Linked DNA regions of Sminthopsis crassicaudata: region 2 is linked to region 1. A link is a contact called in public Hi-C data. All regions are on one chromosome and are shown on one strand. Each heading gives the region's core, a stretch centred on a gene start, on an enhancer-like site or on the middle of the called end of the contact. The rest is flanking DNA. Distances are from core to core; before and after follow the strand shown. Region 1 holds the start of MADCAM1 (mucosal vascular addressin cell adhesion molecule 1). Region 2 holds the start of SPMAP2 (sperm microtubule associated protein 2).

Region 1 (6,204 bases), core at 3,411-5,910:
TTTTTCTTGTGCAACATAATGAATATGGAAATATTTGGAAGAATTGCACATGTTTAACCTATATCATGATTGTTTGCTGTCATAGGAAAGAAGGGAAAGAGGGGGAAAAAATTTGGAAAACAAGGTTTTGCAAAGGTGAAGGCTGAAAACTATCTTTGCATATACTTGTTTCTGGTTTTTTTGCTGAGGCAGTTGGGGGTAAGTGACTTGCCCAGAGTCACACAACCAGGAAGTGTTTTGTCTAAGGTCAAATTCGAACTCTGGTCCTCCTGACTTCAGGGCTGGTGCTCTATCCACTGCGCCACCTAGCTGCCATCTTTGCATATATATATATTTGGAAAAAAAATCCTATTAAGATGGCACTGTTCATCTACCTTTGGTATCTCTCTTTTATCCAGCTGTCACCTTGGGCACAAGAAGCTATAGCATGTGCAGTGGCCATACCCCAGTAAAATCATCTCAACAGACAGTTGAGCCAAGTTGAAGGTAACCAATAGGCCTCAAAACCATCAGTGAGTTAGAGGGGTATCTATCTGTCCCAAGCACATGAAGTTTTCCCCATCAGAATGGGAAGCTGTGAACAGTCTATTCCAGCAGTCATGAAATCAGCTGAAGCAGGTGCTGCAGAGTGCTTTCAGCTTAGCCAAACATCAGGATGCCAAGGTCACCCACTGCATCCTGGGCCAGTTGTCCTGATTTGGGTGACTCTGAAAGAGAGAGTGAGGCTCAGGGGTTTGTGGGACTCGGTGTCTTAAATCCAATTTATCCAATTAAATCCAAAGAATTAATTCAATTCACTTAAGTCCAATTTATTCCCAAGACAAGACCTTATCCCATAATGTCACTGGTCCCCTTTGAAAATGAAAAATGAGGCTGAAAGAAGGGCTGAGCAAGGATTATCCCAATTGCCCAAAAGAGGAAGCTAAAATATAAAGAGAGGAGGTATCAATTGCAGAACCAGAGTTCAAAGCTAAAGCCTCACTTATCTTCCAAGCCAGAGTCTTTCCAATGAGCCTCTGTTCTCCTCTCCAAATTAGGAGGGTTTGGTTTGATAAGAGGAAGTCTTTTCTAGGGAGGATAGAATTCCTACAGCTCTTTTAGCAGGCTTCCTCCCCTGGGTAGGGGTAAGGAGCCAGGATAAAGCCAGGAAACAGGTGAGAGGATATAGGGCCAAAAGGAGAAACTTCTGTCTCCACCTCCATGAACTTAGCCATCTGTATGGGAAGAGCCTGCTCAGGCTAGCCGCTGGACCCATTGCTCCAGAGGGGCTGACTGTGAGCATGAGAGACAAAGGGGATAAGCAGTAAACCTGGTCCAGATCTAGTAAAGCTTGGAGTTGGGTCAGGCAAGTGGACTTGGTTCCATTCTCAGAGGCTCCACCATTGTTGTGCTCTATTGGCCAATCACAAGCCATTACTCTTGTCTCTCAAAGTACGAAAAAGTGCTCCTTCCAGTCCCTTCCCCCAGGAACAATGGCAATGGAGCAGGGTGGAAAGAGCCCTTACTTGGAGTGGAGGATATGGGTGGGCATCTGAGTGAGCTACTTTATCACCTGTGTGATTGTGGCAGAGTTACTTCCCTCTCTCCCTCTTTCCTCAATTCTAAAATGAAGGATTGGACTTGATGGGCTATAAAGCTCCTTGGAGTTTTAAATGCCATGATCCTGTGAGGTAGTATGGGATGGTAAAGGACTTCAGCCTGGGAATCAAAAAATCCAGAATGTCAGAGCTGGCAGAGACCCTAAAGGCCAGTTGAGGCCCAGAGAAATAGTTCGTCCAAGGAGATGTCTCCCCACTTGCTGGCCAGGACTCTTTCAGCTTTCACTTCTGCCATCCCCACCCCAGATCCCCTTCGTGACTTCAGGCCCTTCCCCTTGCCTAGTCTGAAATCTTCCAATCTAGAAGGCTCTTCACCTTCTTGGCTACCCATCTTACTGCTTTTAGTAAGACACGATCCTATTTTGGAGTTTTTCGATGGCAGACTCGGCAGTGCCCCAAGTTCTTAGGGTCTCTTGGAGGGGGGGGGGTTGGTTGCCAGAATCTTGGAAGTGGAAATTCAGATCTGACTTAGGAAATGCAAGAGGGAAGTAACCCATTAATCACCACCCTCAGTCTTCGCCTCCGAGCCAGAGATAAGATGGGTGTGTTAGAAGAAAAATAAACAGAGAGGTTTGGGGTTAAGGATCCAGCTTCCCGGAGAAAGGCCCCAGCCCCTCAGCTTGCTCTGCTGGGATGTGCCCAGGGCTTTGCCTATTCATCATTACCCCTAGGGTCTTTTCTTCTGACCTTCATCTTCTGTTTGGCTTCCTGTTTAGCCTTTACTGGAACTGAAAAGGACTCAGGGAGGATTAAGGGAAAAGAAGAATGAGGTGGCTTGAGGGGGATACAGGAAAATGGAAAAAAAAAACCCATTGGACAGCTGAGGAAAGCTGCCCATCTCCAGCCATGCTGATAGAACTCAGAGCGGGAACTTCAGAGCTACAGGAAGGGAACAGATGGGGAAGGGAAATAGTGAGAATGGGGGCTTGGAAAGTTAAGGAAGGCCTGGGTTTGAAGCTCAGCTATTTACTCTCTGAATGAGTCTGAGCCTGTCCTTTCCCATGATCTCAGACCTGAAAGAGGCCTCAGAGTCAACAGATTAATTAAATGCCCACTAAGTCCGGCTCTCTTGCAGGTATTGTGCTGGTGACTCAGAGAAAATCTAAACAGTTCTTGCCTCCCAAGAAGTTTACATTCTTTATATACACTCTATATAGATATAAATATGTATAAATATAAATAGATAAATTTATAAATAATATATAGATATATACAAATAAATATATAGATATATGCAAATACAGATGTAGCTATCATTCTATAATAATAGCTAGCATTAAGGAGTGATTTAACGTTTACAAAGTGATTTGCAAATATAACATCTGACGCTCATGACAATCACTCTAGAAGGCAGGTGCCCCATGACCCCCATTTTACAGATGAGAAAACTGAGGCAGACAGAGGTAAAGCATCATTCCTGAAACACAGCACCCACAACCAAATGCAATCATTCTTTCAAAGTGGTTAGGTGGCACAGCAGATAGAGTGCTGTGTGACTTTTGAGCAAGATGTTTAACTTTAAGTTTGCCTTCATCTGTAAAATGGAGATCATAACAGCACACATCTCCAAGCTTGCTTGGAGGATCAGATGAGATAACATTTGTAAAAAGCCCTTAGCCCTGCGCCTAGCACATGGTAGGGACCCTATATATGCTTCCTTTCCCTTCCTTCTTCCTCTTTGTCATCTGACTAGGGCAGAGAACATCACTTCTTTTATTCTGCACACCCTGTTAATGTAGCCTTCCATGGTAGTAGTTTTAAGGGCTGCCATTTTTCCTGGACTTTGAAATGAGGGGGTTGAATTAAATGATTTCTAAAGCTCTTTCTGGTGCTTGAGCTCTAGGATTGTAGACGTCAGAATGGAGAGGGACCCTAGGTAGGACACAGCCTTCCTTTTACAGAAGGGGAAACTGAAGCCCAGAGCAGGAGAGAGCCTTGCCCCAAGTGACCCAGCAAGTCCTGCGGCTGCCTCCGGGGCCTGGGCAGTGACACTGTATCCCAGAAGCGTGTCCACCAGAGTGTGTGACCTCGTTGTCGCATGGGGGCTGGAGATGAGATAAGGCTCCTAAGGCTGGGGAAGGATGCCAAATAAGGACCAAGTGGGGAGGAGGGAGCAGAGCTTTATCTGAAGTCCCCTGAGCAGGAAGAAGCAATTTCTGGAGCCCGGCTTAGAAGGTAAAGGGGGAGGCTGGGCCTAAAACCATCTCCAGGCTCCTGGGAGACAGACGGGGAATTCCAGACACCAGCTGAAAAGCCTTGACGTGAGCAGATTATCGGTGACCCTCGGTCTTATCACCTTTTCCAAACTTGGCTTCTCTCATGGTCCCTGAAAACTTCCAGTAAGGGGAAGAGAAGCTGGGGTGTCTTCAGCAGGTCAAATTCCCAGAATCCTTCAGCCTGTGTGACTAACTTCTGGGAATCTGACCTGCTGGGGACCCCCAAAACTGCACCATCTCCCCCATCACAGGATCAGCAGCCTCAGAGAGGGCGACTTTAACACTTCATTTAACAGATGAGAAAAGGAGGACCTCTGGAAGGAAGTAGCTTGCTAGGGCGCACAGGTAGTGAGCATCCAAGCGGCACCACAGAAGCCAAGATTTCCCACTGTTCCTCCATGATGAAGGGCGGGGGAGGAAGGACCTTTGGGGAAGCCTCTGGGTGGCCGCTCTGGGAAGGAGTCCCCTACGACCCTCTTACCTGTAGCCCTGACCCTGTAGCAGCCCTGTGTGGGCACAGAGTGGATAGCTCTGGGGGGGCCTCCGGAAAGGCACCCCCACCCACCATGAGGGGGCTCTAGGACGTGTCTGAAGCCAGCTCTGGTTGGTCTCAGGAACCAGGTTTCCCTCCCTCGGGCTCCCAAAGGATGCTCGCCTCTGGAGAGGAATCAATCTATCTAACTCTTCCCCCAACACCCCATGCTTAGATGGGCTACTCCAGGGCAGGAGTTCTCATTAGTCCCCTCCTTAACTTGGCGCTGCTTCAGCTCCCCCTCCGCAACCCATCTGGACACTGGAGAGTCCCATCTTGGGCAGAGAGAAATCCCCTCTGGAAATCCTCCAGGGTCTAATGAAGGAGGAGGAGGCGGGGTCAGCCTGACTCTACTTAAGAGGGGTCTCCAGGAGGGGCTCGGAAAGAGAAAGGAAAAAGGAGCCCCAGCTGCTGTGAGGTGCCGGCCTCTGAGGGAGAGCGATGAATGAAGCAGCCCTCCCTGCCCCCCTCACCCCGCCAGCCCTTCTCCTCCTCCTCCTCCTTCTCCAAGGCCAGAGCAGCTGGGGTAAGTTCCTTGTCCCCTGACCCATCCAACAGGCCCTCCCAGGAAGACTGAGGGTCATGGTGTCTCCCAGGCTTCGTCTCTGACTGACCTTGTGGAGAAGGGCCGTGAGGAGGAGAGGAGCTGGGGAGGAGCCAGGTTCAAATCTCAGCTCTCTACTTACTGACCCGGAGCCAGTTACATACTCTCTCCCCTTCTGGGTTTCTTCATCTGGAAAAAGCAGGCATTGAACTAGAATGATCTCTGAGTCCCCCTCTAGTTCTTGAGCCTCTGGTCCTAAATCACACCCCCTCTCTGGGTCTCAGGTTCTCACCTGAAAAATGGGGACTTGGATATTCGATCGGTACCAAGTACAAACGTGGCCACCGTGGCTGACCCCGAGCAGAACGTGGGCTGCCCCTGGGAGGCCCTCCCCCCCCCCCCGTGTATATTCACATAAATACCCCACACACACAGACTCACACACTCACACTCACACACAGACACAGACACACTCACCCCTCTGGTCCACAGGCTCTTCTCACCACACCCGTTAGCTACATTACTTTTTCAGACTTTCCCAGGAAGAGCTCTTCTTCCCCGGAAGCCGCTGCCTTCTGGGTTCTCCCCCTCCAAAGGTAACCTCTCAGAAGCCAGGAACCGTCCCCTTGTATTGGGAGCTCCGGGTCACTCCTCTCCCATCCGTCCATCCCCTCGGTCTCCCCCACACTCAGACGAGGCTCCCGCTCCGCCCAGCCCCGTCTTCCCTCTTCAAGCGACCTTTTCAGCTCTGACATCCCACCTTCTAAGGCTCTTTGAATGTACCTTGTGTCTGGGGCGCCGGGGCACAGCCCAGGGTCTCTGATCTCACCAGTGACGGTGGGAGTGACAGGGATGGAGGAGCAGCTTCTGGGGGACCTCAAGAGCATTTAACCAGCCCAATCGCAGCATCGCCAGTGCTCCTCCACGGCTGCTCCTCCAAGCCCCTCGAGTGATGGCTGAAGAAACTGAGGCTTAATGAGAAGGGATTTCTGAAAGGTCCCATGGCTAGTGAGCGCCCACTGTGCCCCGATGTCCCTGAAAGGGGCATATGTGACGTGTGAGATGTGCGTACATGTGTGTGTACATGTGTGCTGTGTGTGAGAGGGCCCAGGGGCAGCTATGAGAATCTCAGCCTCCCGCCCCCAAGGCCCCCTCCTCCCTGCTCTCCCCAGGAGCGCCGAGGGAAGGCAAGAACTCCTTGCGGATCACGCCCGCGTGGCCGATGGTCCGGGCTGGAGGCTCCATCAAGCTGAACTGCTCTCTGACCTGCTCCAAGGAGGCGACCGTGCAGTGGAAGGGGCTGGACACCAGCCT
Region 2 (7,214 bases), core at 3,583-6,082, 150 kb before region 1:
CTCTTCAGATCACTACCCTTGAATGTCACTGGTCCTTGTTTGAGAAAGAAAAACAATAACAACTATCCAATCAAAATTCTAGTAGCTGTTATCTACCTACTGGATATTCTTCTTTCTTCAGAACATAGAATTTCCTCCTTAACTTCTACTCTCATATTTGGGAATTTCAACCACATATTGATACTCTCTCAGACACTCTAACCTAGATCCTCAACTTGCTTATTTCCCTGAACCTACTCCTCCACTCCATCTCAGTCACATTCAAAAGTGGCCATATTTAGTCGTATCCAATTCCTTATGAACTCACATGGGGTTTTCTTGATAAAGACACCGAAACTGTCTGACATTTCCTTCTCCAAATCATTTTACACATGAGTAAACTAAGGGAAACAGGGTGAAGTGACTGGCCCAGAGTCACACAACTAGGTTTGAACTCAGGAAGATAAGTCTTCCCAACTCTAAGCTCAATGCTCTATCCACTGGGTCATCTCACTGCCCCTTCTTGTCATACCATGCATCAGTTCCAAGCTGATGAGCAATAAGTGCATTTCAAAAAGTAGGCTGGACTTTCCTAAAAAAAGAAGAAAGGCAGAGAGTTGGGAGATGGACTTTTGTGTGAGAAACAGAAAAAGGTCAGTTTGGCTGAATTTTGGATTGGGGAGGGGGAATAATTCATAGTGAGGCAAAAAAGATTAGTTGGGCTCAGTTTGTAAAGAGCCCTAAGAGCTAAAAGATTGTATTTTATCCTAGAGGTAATAGGGAACATTTGGAAGTGATTGAGTAGGTGACAGATCTGCATGTAATTACATTGGTAGCTTGGTGTACACAATGGACTGGAGGTATGAGAGCCTTGAGGCAGAATGATCATTCAGGAAGCTGCTGCAAAAATGTAGGCAAGATCTCTTTGAAGTTATTATTGTTCATCAGGCAAGAGGTGATGATAGTCTTTATTAAGGTGATGTCTGTGTGCAGAGAGAAGGGATTGGATGCGAATATGTTATAAAGGTAGAAACGAAAAAATATGACAAATATTTGAGTATGTGGAGTAAAGAGATGAACATAATCTGAGGTGATACATTGGGAGACTGGAAAAATGTTGATGCCTTTGAGAGAAATAGGGAAGTATGGAAGAGGAGTGAGTTTTGGGGAAATGAGTTCTGTTTTGGACATGTTGATGTTTAATGGACATCCAGTTCAAACTAACCAAAAGACAGATGAGAAAACAAGACTTAAGAGAGAATGAAGCTAAATAAATAGATATGGGACATTTGTACAGGGATGATAACTAAACCCATGGAAGCTGATGAGAATGGAGAAGTAGGTAAATAAATAGATAGATAGATAGATAAAATATTAAGGGCTTAGTATGTGTCAGGCACTTTGCTGAGCTGAGTGTGAGTGAGGATACTCACACTAAAATAATAATATCATCCTTATTTCTTTTTCTCTTTATGCTTTCTTTTATGATATCCTTTTGGGGGTTTTCTTTTTTCATTGTTTTAAACAAATTTTTAAAATTTTAAAATTAAAAAATATTTAAAAATTTTAAAATAATATATTTTTATTTTCAAAATATATGCAAAGATAGTTTTCAACATTTACCCTTGAAAAATCTTGTGTTCCATATTTTTCTCCTTCCCTTCCTCCACCCCTCATAGATAGCAAGTAATCTCTTATATGTTAAACTGATGCAATTCTTCTACACTATTTCCATGCTGCACAAGAAAAATCAGACCAAAAAAGAAAACAATGAGAAAGAAAAAACAGCAAGCAAACAACAACAAAAAGGTGAAAATTCTATGCTGTGATCTATATTCAGTTCCCATAATCCTCTCTCTGGTTGCAGATGGTTCTCTCCATCACAAGAACATTGGAACTGGCCTAAATCAGTTCATTGATGAAAAGAGCCAAGTCCATCAGAGTGATCATCTTTATTCTCAAGGAGCTTACATACTAATAGTATGTCAAGTGTCACAGTGGTTAAAAGGGTTGGTTCTGGAGTCAGGATGGCCTAAATTCAAATCCAGCCTTAAACATTTACTATCTCCGAGAGCCTGGGAAAGTCACTTCATTTTACTTGCCTCAGTTTCTTCAACTGCAAAGTGGGGATATGATATGGAAATACATATATAAATAAAAATATGCATATACATATATATACACACACATATATATGATTTATATATGTGAAGAGTTGTTACAAAGCTCAAATGAGATGATATTTGTAAAGTATTTGGCATATACTAGGTACTATATACATGTTTAGACTTTCTAATGAGAGAGACAGCATATAAACAAATAGACATATTCAAAATACAGAGTAAAAGGAAGATAACATAGAGGGAAGATTGGGGGCACTCAGGAGCTGTCCTGAAGAGATGATGAAAGTCTGTTTTAGGGGGTGGCTGTGAGTGGCGAGACTGATATAATAGAATAGATCTTGTTTCTATCTCCCAAAAGTAGAAATACGATTTGACAACTGATTGGGAAAGTAAGATGGGAGAGAACAATGAGTCAGGAAGTACCCTGAGGCTTCAAACTTGGGGAAATGGGACAGGAGATGCCCTCTACAGTAATAGGGGAGTTTGGAATAGAGGGGAGGAAAATATTGGGTTCTATTTTGGGTACTTTGAATTTAAGATGCTTACAGGGTATATACCATGGAAAATATACAGTGAAATGTTTAATCGGTAAGTTAGTTAGGATTGGAGTTTTTGAGAAAGATTGAGAGAAGTCAGATAGACAGCAGTGTCACAAAAGCTTTGAGTTAAAAAAAGAAAGTGGGGAACAGTGTCAGAGGCTGTAGATCAGGAAGGATGAAGACTAAGCAAAGACCATCAGATTTGCCACTTAAGAATCATTGATGACTTTGGAGAGAATAATTTCATGATTAAATTATCATTCAAAAAAGTCAAGAAGTTATTAACTCCTTTGCTTTTAGTGGAAAGAATTTTAGCAGATACCTTAATAATCACAATCAAGAAATATTTATTATGCACCTACTATGTGCCAGCTATGATACACTGCTGTAACATCCTTCTCTCTTTTACAGAATTCTATCCCTTCTGAGCAGACTGAGTATCTCTGTAGAACATAAATCCTTTCGATCTTGCCTATTTTGTCTCTGAACTCTTTGGAAAGTGTTCTTCTCAAATCTGGGTTGCATGGAAGCCTGCCCTTCTTTTTGCTCTTTCCTTATGATAAATTCACATTGCTCCAAAGATTCTGTCATTATCACCCTAGTAACCAGTTCCTACCAGTGAAGATCAGATCCAGAAATGAAGCTTCCCTTGACAAAATGAGCATTAAGTCAAATCAAGACATTTGTAGCTTCTCTGCATTTGGGTAAAGGGACAGCAATAGCAAATGTCCAGACAATAAAAGTCCCTCGTCATTACTCAGCTGTGCCCTTCCCAAATTTATGATTGCTTCTTTCTGCTCAAGGGATTGGTAGTATAATTCAGTGCCCCAAACCTTTGTGTCTCTCCATCCAATTCTCTTCCACTATGTTTCACCACTCTAAATTCCTGTATTTTCTCATGTTCTCAATATAAAATGCAAATCCCACCTTGCTTTTTATTAGTCTTGTTTCTTTGAATATGATATATCTATCTAAGTCTTAAAAGTCTATAAAAGGCCTTAAAAGTAGAGATTGCATTTTATTCTAGAGATTATAGGGAGTTACTGGAAATGACTGCATAGGTAAGTGACACAGTCAGATCTGCGCCTAATCATGTAGCTTGTGTGTAGAGAACGGACTGGAGCTAAGAGAGATTATCCAGAGTCGTCCACACTCATGGGTCTCATCCCACCAAGTCTCACTGATGCCTGTGAGATCAAATTTGCCTCCTTACATAAGGATATTTAATTAATTTTGCATCTTGTTTATCCACATATTTGTCTGCAGAGATTTGAAACTATGAGTGTTATTGCTGTCTTTTCCTGGATTTTGTTTCCTGTGGACCTTTGGGTGTCTTAAGAATGATTCTTCATTCTGCATTGTAGTTACTCTCCATGATATCTGTCTTGATGGGTAGACTTAAACTCCTTTCTAGTTTGAAACTAATCTGTAGCAAAACTAGAGTTCAAATCCAAATGATAGGATTAGAATCATAGCTTTAAAGCTGAGACAGGTTTTAGAAATTAGCTAGTTCAATTACTCCACTTTACAGAAACCTAGAAATATGAAATGGTTTGCACAAGGTCATATAGTAGGTAAGTGGCTGAGCCAGGATTTGAACCTATGACTTCTTGACTTAAGAATCTAATGTTATTTCCATTATACCAAGCTGCCTCCTACTATTCCACTAATCTGGATGAAAGGAAGGAAAGAGACAACACCTTAAATTTATGATCAGGGATAGGGCCATTTGGATCATCCAAATATTTGGATTTTAAGGCTGAATATTTTGTTGTCCTCTTTCTTCCTCCCCTCCCCGTTCTTTTCATTTTTATCCAGATATTTAAGACACTGGATGATGATGAAGTCTAGATCTCTTTTCTCCTCCCCTGTCCCAGGATGAGGTTGTTCATTCGTCTTCCTTTCACCTTTCCCCATCCATACCTTTCTGCGTCATTTATCATATCCTCCAAGGGAAGCCTGTCTTCCAAGGGATAGTCTTCCAGCTCAATATCCCCTACTAAAGACCCATGGCATGGGAGGCTGGACAAATTATCTTGATGGATACCTTCCATTTTCTCTCCCTGAAGTGCTTCTTTGCTTATTCTCTTCCTTAAAGAACCTTTTTTTTTATCACTCCTTCCTCTTTTTCTTCCTTCTTTCCCTACCCACCCCCCCCTTAGGCACTGGCCATAAGTTCTAAGGCCCCAGTGGAAGCATTTGGTCACCGTGGAAACAAGGAACACTCTCCTGGTTACCATGGAAACCCTGGTAGCTGCCTCATCTTCTATGGACAAGAGTAAAAGGTTGGGAGCCAGAATGGGCTAGAGTAGGCTCAAGAGGAATTTTAGGGTAAATCATTTAAAAATTGTTTAGGCTTCAAATACCTTACTCCCCAGTTCCTTGCCTTCCCCCCAACCAAGCTCATAGAATTTAGTTGGAAGGAACTTAAGAGATCATTGAGTCTGACCCATTTTCTTTTACAGAGAGGAAAACTGAGGTCCTTAAATTCAGTCTTCCTTCTGTTCTGAGCTCCAACTAACACTTTTTCAATCAGAAAGGTGGTCACCCACTCCAATTTAGCAGACAGCAGCCTGTAATAGTTTCTCCCTCGTATTGTAGCTCTTGATGGACTCCTGCTTGGACTATTGCAGTTAATTCCGAGTCACAATTGCTGCTTCCAGTAATGCTTTTCCTGAAACAGGATTTATTTTATACTTGGACTTTTCTCTAATGAATCGTATCAGTAATCACCCTTCTCCTTCCTCCTCCCATTTCTCTGGGGGTTTCCTCTTACTATCCCTGGAAGGGTAGGAAGGAGGACAGTTGCAAAATCACAGAATCTGAGTGGAAGGGAAGCTCAGATGCCAATTAGTCCAGCCCATATCAGAACCAATCTCCCCCACAACCACAGTTATGCTGGTAAATGTTTCACAGCTGGCTTTCTGCATTTCAGTTAAATCTGCGTCATTAATATTTTCTCCATCACTTTCTTAGCCCTAATCAATCAACAAAATCATCAATGCAGCCCTGATTTGTAGCATTTGCTGATTTCAGAAGCGTAAATACTCACGATAAAAATTTTGCAATTGGCTTTCAAGACCCCATTACATTTGGCTCCTCCCCATATTCTCAGCTTCATCATCCTTTCAACCTGGAAAGGGCAGGGCAGTGGCAAAATCTCCCCACAAGATGTCGCCCAGCACAATGACATGGAAAAAGGAGGATGAAGAAGAGGAGGAAGAGGAAAGGGATGAGGAGAAGAAAGGAAGGAAGAGGGAAGAAAAGAGGAAGAGGAAGGAAGGAAGAGGGGGAGGAAAAAACAGGACTTGGGGAAAAGATAGGAGAAACTGAGGAAAGATTTGGTTCCCAAAGCTTCTGAAACAATCCTTACCCACTGAGATCATAGACTCTGGGCAAATCTGGCCAAGCTTTTTTTCTTTACCTTCTCCTCTGGATCTAATTTCCTTATCTGTAAAATATCAAGGGGTGGGGAGACAGAGTGGACAAGGTGATTTTTGAAAATCACCTTTTTTTTTTTTTTTTTTTTAAACTACAGTATTCTAAGTTCCTATAATCCGTGGTGGAATGGAATGTGGGACAGCTTCCTTCCTAGAGCCAAAATTTGTCAATGAGCATCCCTTCCCTTCCCAGTCCTCCAACACCCCATCATATTGTGCCATTGTGGACAACGGGGTGCACTGAGAATCAGAGGAGGTGGATTCCAATCTTGACTCAGGCTCAATCATTTACTATTGGACAGCCACTTCCTGGAAAAAATCAACAGACATTAATTAAGTTCCTATAAAGTGCCTGGTATTCTGCTAAGTACTGGGAACACAAAGACAGAAGAAAAGATATAATGGGAGATACAATCTGCAAATGAGATGTGTACAGGATAAATTGGAGTTAATTAAATAGATAGTTCCAATCATTAGTAAATATATAATTCTGCGTTCCTGGCTCCAGGAAGGAAATTCTATCTAGCCTTTTTCCCTTCGAGTTTTGCCCTGTGTTTCCTGTCTCCGTCCTATTTTCCTCTTAAAGAAGAGCTCTCCTTTTATTCTGCTCCCTTCTTCCTCCCTTCTCTTTTCTCACTCTTGTCTCCAATCCTCCTCCTTTCTCTTTTCCTGTCCTTGTTTCTCATCTTCTTTCCTGTCCTTTTTCCTCTTTTTCCTTCTCATTTCCTCAATTCATTTTTCCACTTCATTTTTGTTCTCTTCTATCTCCTCTTTTACTTTTTTCCTCTCCCTTTGCCCCACCTCCTATCCCTACTTCTTCCTCCACTCTTATCGTCATCTCTCTCCTTTCCTTTTCTTCCCACTCCCTTCAATTCTATTTTCCCCCTTTCCTCCATTCCTCTCTTCTCTCTTTCTTTTTCTCCCTTCTTTTCTCCCTTATTCCGTTTTCCTTTTCCCATTTCTCTTTCCCTCTCCCATATCTCCATCCCTCCTTCCCCTTTCTCCTTATTTCTCCTCTCCCCTTTTCCTTTCTCCCTCCTTTCTTCTCTTTCTTTTTCCTTTTCTCCTCTCCTCTCAACTCTCTTCTCTTCTTTCCTTTCATTCTTTCTCCACCTCGTCTTCTTTTTCTCTCT

The links. A called contact is a pair of places that touch in the nucleus more often than the background predicts.
Region 2: a Hi-C map of hippocampus shows a contact between it and region 1, with 4 times the contacts expected there. The contact joins the promoter of SPMAP2 here to the promoter of MADCAM1 in region 1. A contact is called at or near these places in 2 of 2 Hi-C or Micro-C datasets (fibroblasts and hippocampus).

Annotation. Positions count from the first base shown.
Region 1 is chr1:49,410,590-49,416,793 of ASM4859323v1, reverse strand. It overlaps MADCAM1 (mucosal vascular addressin cell adhesion molecule 1), which reads left to right and starts at 4,660. Exons shown (of 5, transcript XM_074302022.1): 1 at 4,660-4,872; 2 at 6,063-6,204. The coding sequence starts at 4,788.
Region 2 is chr1:49,557,895-49,565,108 of ASM4859323v1, reverse strand. SPMAP2 (sperm microtubule associated protein 2) reads right to left here and starts at 4,832. Exons shown (of 8, transcript XM_074302038.1): 1 at 4,565-4,832. The coding sequence starts at 4,695.